Regions from separate parts of the Sus scrofa genome. Here region 1 is linked to region 2. A link is a contact called in public Hi-C data. All regions are on one chromosome and are shown on one strand. Each heading gives the region's core, a stretch centred on a gene start, on an enhancer-like site or on the middle of the called end of the contact. The rest is flanking DNA. Distances are from core to core; before and after follow the strand shown. Region 1 holds the start of KIAA1217 (sickle tail protein homolog). Region 2 overlaps KIAA1217 (sickle tail protein homolog).

The links. A called contact is a pair of places that touch in the nucleus more often than the background predicts.
Region 1: a Hi-C map of liver shows a contact between it and region 2, with 2.1 times the contacts expected there. The contact joins the promoter of KIAA1217 here to the enhancer-like site in region 2. A contact is called at or near these places in 18 of 47 Hi-C or Micro-C datasets (alveolar macrophages, brain, embryonic fibroblasts and 12 more) and 1 of 2 datasets of contacts at active chromatin or transcription factors (skeletal muscle).

The regions. Positions count from the first base shown.
Region 1 is chr10:51,028,938-51,033,615 of Sscrofa11.1, reverse strand. It overlaps KIAA1217 (sickle tail protein homolog), which reads left to right and starts at 1,606. Exons shown (of 22, transcript XM_021064229.1): 1 at 1,606-2,134. The coding sequence starts at 2,065.
Region 2 is chr10:50,882,809-50,887,807 of Sscrofa11.1, reverse strand. All of the region lies in intron 2 of KIAA1217 (sickle tail protein homolog), which reads left to right. Among named protein-coding and RNA genes, the nearest start is that of KIAA1217, 150 kb to the left of the region's middle. Within about 2 kb of position 2,882, at least 5 of the 83 cell types and tissues checked have an H3K27ac peak or open chromatin away from gene starts, as enhancers often do. A contact at or near this core is called in liver, where this site is marked.

The sequences.
Region 1 (4,678 bases), core at 357-2,856, 150 kb before region 2:
GCAAGCATAATCTGCATCTGAAAATGGATCTTTTCTGCCTGGGCTGAGCCTGCCGGGAAGGGCCCCAGGTAGGGCCGGGTGCTGCTGGGTCTTGAGGATTGCCCTCGCTCGCTCCTTCGTCCTGGGGTTTTGGCCTCTGTGCAGTGTCAGGTGACAGGTAGAAACTGCCAGGAGCAGGCTCTTCACATGCCAGGTCAAGTCGGGTTGGTTAAGTCAGAGCCCAAAGCCCATCTGGTTTAGGCGGATCTGGCACTGCAACGTTGCTCTATCTCTGTCTGTACCCTGCCCCTATCCTTTCTGGCGTTAATAACGTAAAGACCAGTACAAAGCAGTTATACACGGATCCAGATAATCTGGACCTGGGGGCTTGAACACAGACCCCTCCTTCAGGAACACTATGTACCTGAGCAAAGAGGTTAAAAGGAGATTCCTCTGGCCTTGGCCGCAGGCCACCAGTGCAGAAACTGTGCAAGATTAGTGGCTCCTTAAAGCAAGATTACCACATCATCCTGTTGCAAAGTCGTGGAGTCCTTGAGTTGTCTGCCCCGTCAAGGCCACTGCCTGCCTTCGGCTGCCAGCCTTGGCTTTCACCTTCTGGGAGATCCACCCACCCGATTTTCTGGGGTTTCAAGAAAAATCCTTTTAGGAGTTGAGGGGTCTGTTCTTTGCTTCCTGATGTGAGCTGAGCTCACTTCCTGGCGTGATTACTTTCCATTGTCCCTTACGAGACTTCCGCATCATTTTGGTCCTAAATGGCCAAAATATGTCCCTCCCACTGCCAAAACACACAGGTGACTCGAGGTCGGAATCTGGAGAAGAGGCCAGCCATTGTTCTGCACACATTCTTCATCTAAATTAATTTAAAACCTTGCCCGAATGGCCTGTGAACTGGGTCAAGTTATGGTCAGCAGGCTAACCATTGTCCTTGTCTCCTCGCAGATGCTGGGGTGCCTACAGATGAACATATCATGCTCTTCCGACCACAGAGCATGTTACCTGTCCATATCTGAAATAACAGCACCAATGCTCGGATTATAGACCCCTCCTTTTTTTTTTTTTTTTTTTTTTTTGTGGACACTGAGCCTCCTATGTTCACTTTCTGGGAAATTTGCCAGGGTTTCAAGGACGGAGTAAAGAACAAAATAAATATTTGTAGGTAGTTTAAAAGGAGAGTAAGTACGGTGGATGTAATGGCCCATCAGAAGAAAAGCATTTTAATTGCCTTTCAGATATTTTAAAGTCATTAACTGGATGAGAGCTTCAAAAGGTTGCTTTTTCTCGTTTACTTTTCAGATTTGTGATCAACGTGTGTGTTGGGGGAGGGGGAAGAGTCGAGAGCATGTAGGCAGCTGAGCACAAACTTAGAAATCCAGCTGAAGAGATTGAAATTGACTGTGTGAAAAATCAGCTGCCTCCGTGTGTGTTAATCAAGCTCTAAACAGTTGCTGCGCAAAGAGTTTACTTAAGTACAAAGCAGCATATACCCTTTCTTATTGTTCTTTTTCAAAGAGATTTCGCTGAAATTTGGGACGTTCTGCAGTTGGCTGTTTATTTCTCTGTCTCCCAGCCTATTGGGGAGGCTGATTCTGTGTCTGAGATTAGAGGCCAGAGAACCGGCTTCCAGCAAAGCTCCCGCCGGCGATCCTGTGCAATGTTTGGCCTCCCTGGCTGCCGAGGCGCCGCGGCTTGCGGCGGGGGAAGCGGGCAGTGTGGGTCCCGGGCAGGAGCGCCCATCACCTGTTGGGGCCTCCAGGAGCGCGCGGCGCGGGGCCGGCCGGGGCATAACCCGCATTCCTCCGGGACCGGCCCCGCGGGCGGGCGGACGGACGGACGGACGGACGCGGGGACGCGCGCGCTGGGACGCGGGAGGCCCGGCGCTGGAATGCAATCTTCCCCAGCGAGAGAGACTTTGCACCGGAGTGGAGAATAGTTTGGGGTGGGGTTTCGCACCGTCCCCTCCTCTCCACCCCCGGGCCCCCTTCCAGGCGCTTTCTGGAAGCCTTTTCAGAACTGCGCTCTGAAGTTTAAAAACCAGCGAGGAGCTTGGGCCGTAGGGCAGGGACAATGGAGGAAAATGAAAGCCAGAAATGTGAGCCGAGCCTTCCTTACTCAGCAGACAGCAGACAGATGCAGGGTAAGTAACAGGCTCATTCAAAGATGGAGTTACGGTTCCGCGTGTCCCTCGCCGCGGGCTGCTGCTTTTTATAACTGGAGACTGGGCGCCTGGCACAGAAAAGGCGGATTTCTTGGGGGGGGGGTGCGTTTTCCACACTGAGTGGAGAGCTGTGAGCTAGACTTTATCTCTGGCAGGATTTTCTTAAGCAGCAAAAGAAGTGGCGGGGTGATGTCACATTTGTAGCCCAGTAAGCAGTCACTACGTGCTGGATCTCCAGGCAGTGACAAATAGATCGCTAAAAGCGGCTTTTCCTAACCACTGCTCCCCAGCCAAGAAAGAGAGGAGCCCTTTCTGGGAAGCTCTCTCTAGGTAGGCAGCACTTCCACCCATTGGTTGGGGGGTTCCATGAAGTAGATGCTTGCCGGATGCAAGTTTTGGCGTATTTGAGAGTTAAATGGCAGAGTTTGGGGGCGTTTTATTTTCCAGATCAGAACAGCAGGGGAGCACTTGTCCGTGTGCGGAATAGATGGAACTCTGCAATTTTCTGTACGCTTTAATTCAAAAGTTGGGAGCTGTTAGACAGTTTTGCTAAATGTTCTCCCAGCAATTTCCCTTTAATTGTGTTTATAATAGGCTTGTATTTTCCGTAGGGAATTTCCAGAAGCTTGTGTTGTTCCGAAGAAATTTTGCAGTGGGGTTGGGTGGAGAAAGGACCTCTCTGCCCTCTGGTGTCCCTCGTCTATGCTCCCAGAGCTGATCCTGCGGTAGCATAGAGGCAGCATGTTCGGAGACCACACCGTCCAGAACCCCCAGCCCCCACCCTCCCCCAGGTTCATCCAGGGGACGATTAGTAACTGCTTGTGGGGCTGCAGCGCGGGTGCGTGGGAGTAGTGACTATACACAGGGGGAAAGGTGTGTGTGTGTGTGTGTTAAAAAGGTGAAAGGGAAGTAACAAATGAGTCATCCGCACTGAAAATGCAAAAGTAAGCCAGACAGAAGAAAATGCAATTAGAAGAGATAGAAATGCTCCCCCCTTCCCCCCCCCCACCCCCAGGGAAATGCAGGAAACCTTAAGACAAGTAAACCTGGAGTAAGTCCTCTTTGAGTGGTCATCTGGGTGGCTGTGTTTGTGCTTCCGAAGCAGAGCACTCTTCTCAGAGCACTCTCCTCCAGGGCTCCTGGTCAATGGGGCTCCCTCCCTTCCTTTTCTCCTCTTCTTTGATAGACAGAATCCTACAGCAGGAACTCAGCCTCTGCACTTCTGCTGAACTAAATGACTCAGAATCCAGAGGGGCAGTTAGAGTGGAACCGATTTGAGAAACAACTTTCAAACAACCACAGCAATTCAGAGATACTCAGAGGCTGGAGATGGTCAGACTGAGCGAGTGGGATCACTTTCTTCATTCGTTCAATGAATATTGAGCATCTGTTATGTAGGAGTGGCTGTTTTAGCTGCTGGGGATTCAGCAGTGAACAAAGCAGACTAAAAATACTTTCTTTCATTGAATTTATATTCTAAGGGCCAAGTTTGGGGGGAAGGGGAGTGGTAGAGAGAGACAGTGAACAAATACATGAAACAGCATGTTAGATGAGAGAGTTGCCAGATTTGGCAAATAAAAATACAGGATGCCCAGTTAAGTTTGAATTTCAGAGAAGCAACAAATAATTTTTTCAGTGTAAGTATATCTCATGCAGTATTTGGGATATACTTATGCTAAAGAATTATGCGTTATTTATCTGAAATCTAAATTTAACTGGACGTCTTGTCTTTTATCAAGCAACCCTATTAGATGGAAATAAGGCTGTGGGGAAGAATAAGGCAGGAAAAGGGAAGAGGGAATGTGGGGGGTGGTGAGACTATAGTAGGTGTATGAGGGAGAGCCTTGTGCTGTTTGAACAAATGTCCTAAAGAGGTGAGGGAGGGAACAGAAAAGGCATTTTCAAAGAACAGCATCGGGAAAGGATGGGAAGAAAAGAGGATAAGAGGTAATTCTAGGCCAGATCAGAAAGGGCCTGTGATGCTAAGGGTAAGGACTTGGGCTTATTTCAAGGGAGGAGGGAGCTGCTGCAGGTCTGACTGGTCTTATAACGGGTAAATCCTGGGTGCTATACTGAGAATAACCCGAATGGGGGTGGGGACGGCAGGGAGCCCCGGTAGGAGGCTTCCACACACAGTCAGTACACCAAGCTCTAGCTTGGACCAGTGGGTAGTAAAGCAGGTAGTGATGAGAAGGCAGATTCTAGCTGTATATTGAAGATAAAGACCAAACAGCTTTCCCAAGGGATTGGATTGGGGATATGAGAGACAGAGGAGCCAGAGAGAATTTTGAAAATTTTGGCCTGTGCATTTGGAAGAATGCAGTTGTCTTTTCCTCTAGGGGACAGCGTTTGAGAGGAGCAGCTCAGAGGGTGTTTGTGGCTTGGGAAGTGGGTAGAGAGCAGGAAAGGTCTTGGCTATGGTGGGATGGAGAAGCTTATTGGGCTTCCAGGTGGAGAGGTGGATTGCGATTTGGGTGTTCCTGGCTGGACTGCGAGGGGATTGGAGATTGAGAGATGGTCTAG
Region 2 (4,999 bases), core at 1,633-4,132:
ACAAAAAAAAAAAAAAAAAAAAAAAAAACACTGGAGGAAAAGTCAGCAGAGTTCTCAAGGAGCTCATGAACCCGATGGCCATGGGCGGCACCTGCTTGGAGAATAAATATCTGTCACCTTGGTGGAGATGACAGGCTAACTCTTCCCAAACACTGTATGTCACCTGCAGGCAGATTTCTAAACCAGCTCACTTGTTTCCCTCTTTGCTACGTGGGGAGGGGGAGGATTAGGAAGGACCTCAGAGGTCTGTTCCTGAGACCCAGTCAGTCTTACAAATAGCTCCCCCCCCCCCAAGCCTTTGTTATCCTGTTGCCACCTTTTATTTGCATGATACTTGACTCTTTCAAATCTCTCACAGATCTGTTGTGTCACCCCCATACTGTAGAATGTAGGAAGGGTGGAGACTGAGACGCCCAACTGAAGACGAATGACTGGGATCAATATTCGAATATTTCACAGTTGGAGCTCCCTGGTGGCTCAGCAGATTAAGGATCTGGTGTTGTCATTGCTGTGGCTCTGATTCCTGCTGTGCCTCATGGGGTTCAATCCCTGTCCTGGGAACTTCTGCATGCCACAATTGTGGCCAAAAGATAATAATAAATCATAGTAGCTATAGCCCAGGCTGCCCAATAGGAACCATGGCCACAAACCATGATAGTGCAGCTACAGGGAGCGCTGGCTGAATGTCCGCCCTGCATGTGGCAAGTTTGCTTGCTTACTTCGTACTCTGTGTGTTGCAGACAATGGCAAAGTCATAGAAATAGTTGTGTGACCTTGCAAACCCACTCCTTTGAAGAATGGCATTCCATGGTGTGCGTACATATTCTAAGTTGATTTGGTTTGGGTTTTGGTTTTAAATCAGACTCCTTCCCACCATTGGACTCCTGAGAACACAAACACAGAGAGGTTCAGACGCTTCCCTCGGCCACATACTGCACAGGAGCAGCAGCGATCTTGTATTGATCAGGCTCTTACTAAGCCAGGTGCTGCCTTATTGTAGCTTAGGCACTGGCGTTAGCATTTTTCATAAGTTATCTTATTTCATACAGCAAGTGTAAGATAAGCCTTATTATTACTGTCTCCACTATCTTATGGATGAAGAAACTGCACGTGACCAGAGAAGGCAGCTTTTCCAAGAAACACGGCCTGAGGCAGCGTGCCCAAGTTCTCACAGATATTAAATGCTGAAATTGAGGCTCATGCCCAGTTTTCTTTCCAAAAGTTGCATTCCCATTACTGTCCTAAATTCACGACAGAATGACTTCGGCATCTTAGTTAATTAGAAATTCTTAAGATTTCTTGGGATTCTTAGTTAATTAGAAGTTCTTAAGATTTCTTAGGATTCTTACTTGATTAGAAATTCTTAAGATTTCTACCCTGAACTCTTTATGTTACATGTTGCAGCCTTTTTTGTTTATCCTTCAGAGTCCTCAGACTTCATCCTATATTTTAAGATTACGGTTGACCCTTGAACAGTACAGGTTTGAACTGCATGGGTCCACTTATACGTGGATTTTTTTCAATTAATATATTGGACATTTTTAGGAGATTTGCAATATTTTTTTTAAAAATTTGCAGAAGAACCACAGAGCCTAGAAATAGCAAAACATTAAGAGGATAATTTTTTGATGACTTTTTATCCTTAACCATTGTGGCTTAGCTGGTTAAGAATCCGACCAGTATCCAGGAGGATGCCAGTCTGATCCCTGGCCTCACTCAGTGGGTTAAAGGATCCTGTGTGGCTGCAAGCTACAGTGCAGGTCACAGGTGCAGCTTGGATCCCGCCCTGCTGTGGCTGTGGTGTAGGCTGGAAGCTGCAGCTCCAATTTGACCTCTAGCCTAGGAACTTCCATATACAATGGGTGTGGCCCTAAAAAGACCAAAAAAAAAAAAAAAAAAAAAAAAAGAAAAAGGTATGTCATGAATGCATAAAATTTATACTGATATATATATATAACATACAAAATATGTGTTAATCAGCTGTTTATGTTTTCAGTAAAGCTCTGGTCAACAACAGGCTATTCGTAGTTAAGTTTTGGGGAGTCAAAAGTTACACACAGATTTTCAACTACATGGGGGTAAGAGTCTGGCAGTGGTGGTGTGTCTCTAACTGCTCAAGTTCAGGGGTCAATATCATTGTTATATCAATTATAAATCTTAGCATGACTTACAGTCTCACAAGTCCACCTAATTTTATTCTATCTTTAATATTTTAAACATTTTTAGAAAAGGAATTAGGGAGTTCCCGTTGTGGCACAGCGAAAACAAATCTGACTGGAATCCATGAGGATGTGGGTTCGATCCCTAGCCTCGCTCAGTGGGTCAGCGATCAAGCATTGCTGTGAGCTGTGGCGTAGGTCACACAGTGTTGCTGTGGCTGTGGCATAGGCCGGCAGCTGTAGCTCCGATTAGACCCCTAGCCTGGGAACTTCCATGTGCCTCAGGAGCAGCCCTAAAAAGCAAAAAAAAAAAAAGAAAGAAAGAAAGAAAAGGAATTATATTACAATTAGGTTTCTCAAGTTTTTTTAACTCCAAATAACCCAAAATTGCTTTGGGATCCAGAGATCACTGTGTCTTCAGGATAAAATTATTTCTAAGATGGTTTCCCCAGCATTTGCTTTTATTGGGTTCTTTAGTTGTGTGTCACAGTGGCTACTAATTTTAAATCATTCACTTTCCCTTCTGTCACTGGTATTAACTATACGAGTGGTGGTTTTTTCAAACACTGGTTACACTTTGAAGCCAAAGTGAGTTTGTACAAGGGGCCCTGTGAGAGATATTGAAGAGGGCGAAGACCGAGGCAAAGCAGTCCATGTGGAGTGTGTCTTGTTTCCTCCTGAATTGGGGATTTCAGCTGCTTCCTTCTGTCATGCTAGCAACACTGTGTTTTTGTACTTGCTAAGTTCAAGGCGCCCCCTCGTGGTACAACGGACACTAATCAACATGAGAAAACAAAACAAGATTACAAGTGACAGAGGCAATTCCTTTAGATATAATCTTTTTGCTCTCCGCATTTTTAAGATTCTCAAATGAATAAAATATATTTTCTCCTTTTGTTTTAAAGTCATCTATATCTATGCAACTCATATTCAACGCTAAGCCTTTTCAAGGTAGAAACAAATCAGAACATCAAGAACAAATCATTAGATGACAAATTCCAGGTCTCTTATTTAAAAAAAAAAAAATTTTTTTTTTTAATTTTTTTTGCATCATGGCTCAGCAGAAACAAATCTGACTAGGATCCATGAGGATGCAGGTTCCATCCCTGGCCTTGCTCAGTGGGTTAAGGATCCGGCGTTGCCATGATCTGTGGTGTAGGTCCCAGACACGGCTTGGATCTGGCATTGCTGAGGCTGTGGCATAGGCCAGCAGCAACAGCTCCAATTCAGCCCCTAGCCTGTGAAGCTCCATATGCCGCAGGTGCAGCTCTAAAAAGGACAAAAGACAAAAAAAAAAAATTTTTTTTGAAATTAAGGGTATTGCCTGCTTATATGTTAAAGTAAAGCATCTTTTTGATAATGCAATATGTTTTTTTAAAAAGCTTCAAGTCCCTACCATTTTCACTCTTGGTCTGTGCCAAGAATTGTGTGCCGTGCCCTGCATTCCTCAATCTCAATTTACCCTCACAACAACCAAACACAGTAAATACTATTAACATCCCCACTTACAGATAAGGAAAGTCAGGCTTAAGGAAGTTAAATCATTACCACGTGACTTCAGAAGCAGGAAGACAGTAAGTAGTAGGCTTCCAGAAATTGATAAAAATAGCACTGTGCGTGGCTTGAATCTTGACCTTAGTGGAAACCAATAGTGATAATTCTCCACTTGTAAAGCAAAGAACAAGACAGTTGACAGTAAGAGAGGAGGAAGAGGAAACAAGCTTCTGTAAATTTAGAAACATGAATAAAAATCTGAGTGAAGGCTCTGGCAATTAGGTCTCTGAGTCAGAAGATGTGGTGGACACCTCAGTGATTATTGTGACAAGCTCTAGGGAGCCCCTAACATAGATGTGCTTTCACTAGATCTTATTATTTTTTCCCTGAATGCATTTTCTTTAACCATAGTTAGTCTTCCAACAGGTAAACTGCCCCCCAAGAGTCAAAAGTTAAGTAAAGGTAAACTGACATCAGAAAATTCCCAATTGCTTGGCGATCCCGTTGTGGCCCAGTGGTTAACGAACCCAACTAGTATCCATGAGAACAGGGGTTTGATCCCTGGCCCCTCTCAGTGGGTTAAGGATCCAGCGTTGCCATGAACTGTAGTGTAGGTGGCAGACACAGCTTGCATCTGGCCTTGCCTCAGCTGTTAGCCTGGGAACCTCCATATGCCACTATGTGGCCCTAAAATAAAAAGAAAGAAAAGAAAAAGAAAATTCCCGATTGCTGAACAAAACCAGATCTTTTTGTGTTTAAAAAAATCTGACCCTCTCCAACACTTTTTTGCAGTTTCTCTCTCGTTGTTGCTCTCTACATTTCACTTCTGTCACCTTAACCATACTCATTTCTTTTTATGTTATTATCTAACTCTCTTTTGTATAGAAAACTCAGAGACACAGCAAAAGAAAGAAAATCAGTGTCCCTCATCATTCACTGGTATGAATCTGTATGTTTGTTGGTCCTTCTTGGTTTTCTCTGCCACTCCTGGGCATCAGTCAGGTCCCCGGGTTTGTTACTCCCCATCAGCTGCTCGCTGGCTCACCAGCATTGTCTTTATTAGGAAAGAAACTGTTGAATGCCTTTGTCTTCCAGCCACACTTAGCATTTCAAAGAGATCCCAAGTACCATTCAGGAAAACAGTAACATCTGTAGTTTCCTCTTAGGATAGCCACTGGGGAGTGACCCTTGTGGCTCAATGGTAATGAACCTGACTAGTATCCATGAGGATGCAGGTTCCATCCCTGGCCTTGCTCGGTGGGTTAAGGATCTGGTGTTGCTGTGAGCTGCAGCGTAGGTCACAGATGTGGCTTGGATTCCACGTTGCTGTGGCTGTGGTGTAGGCC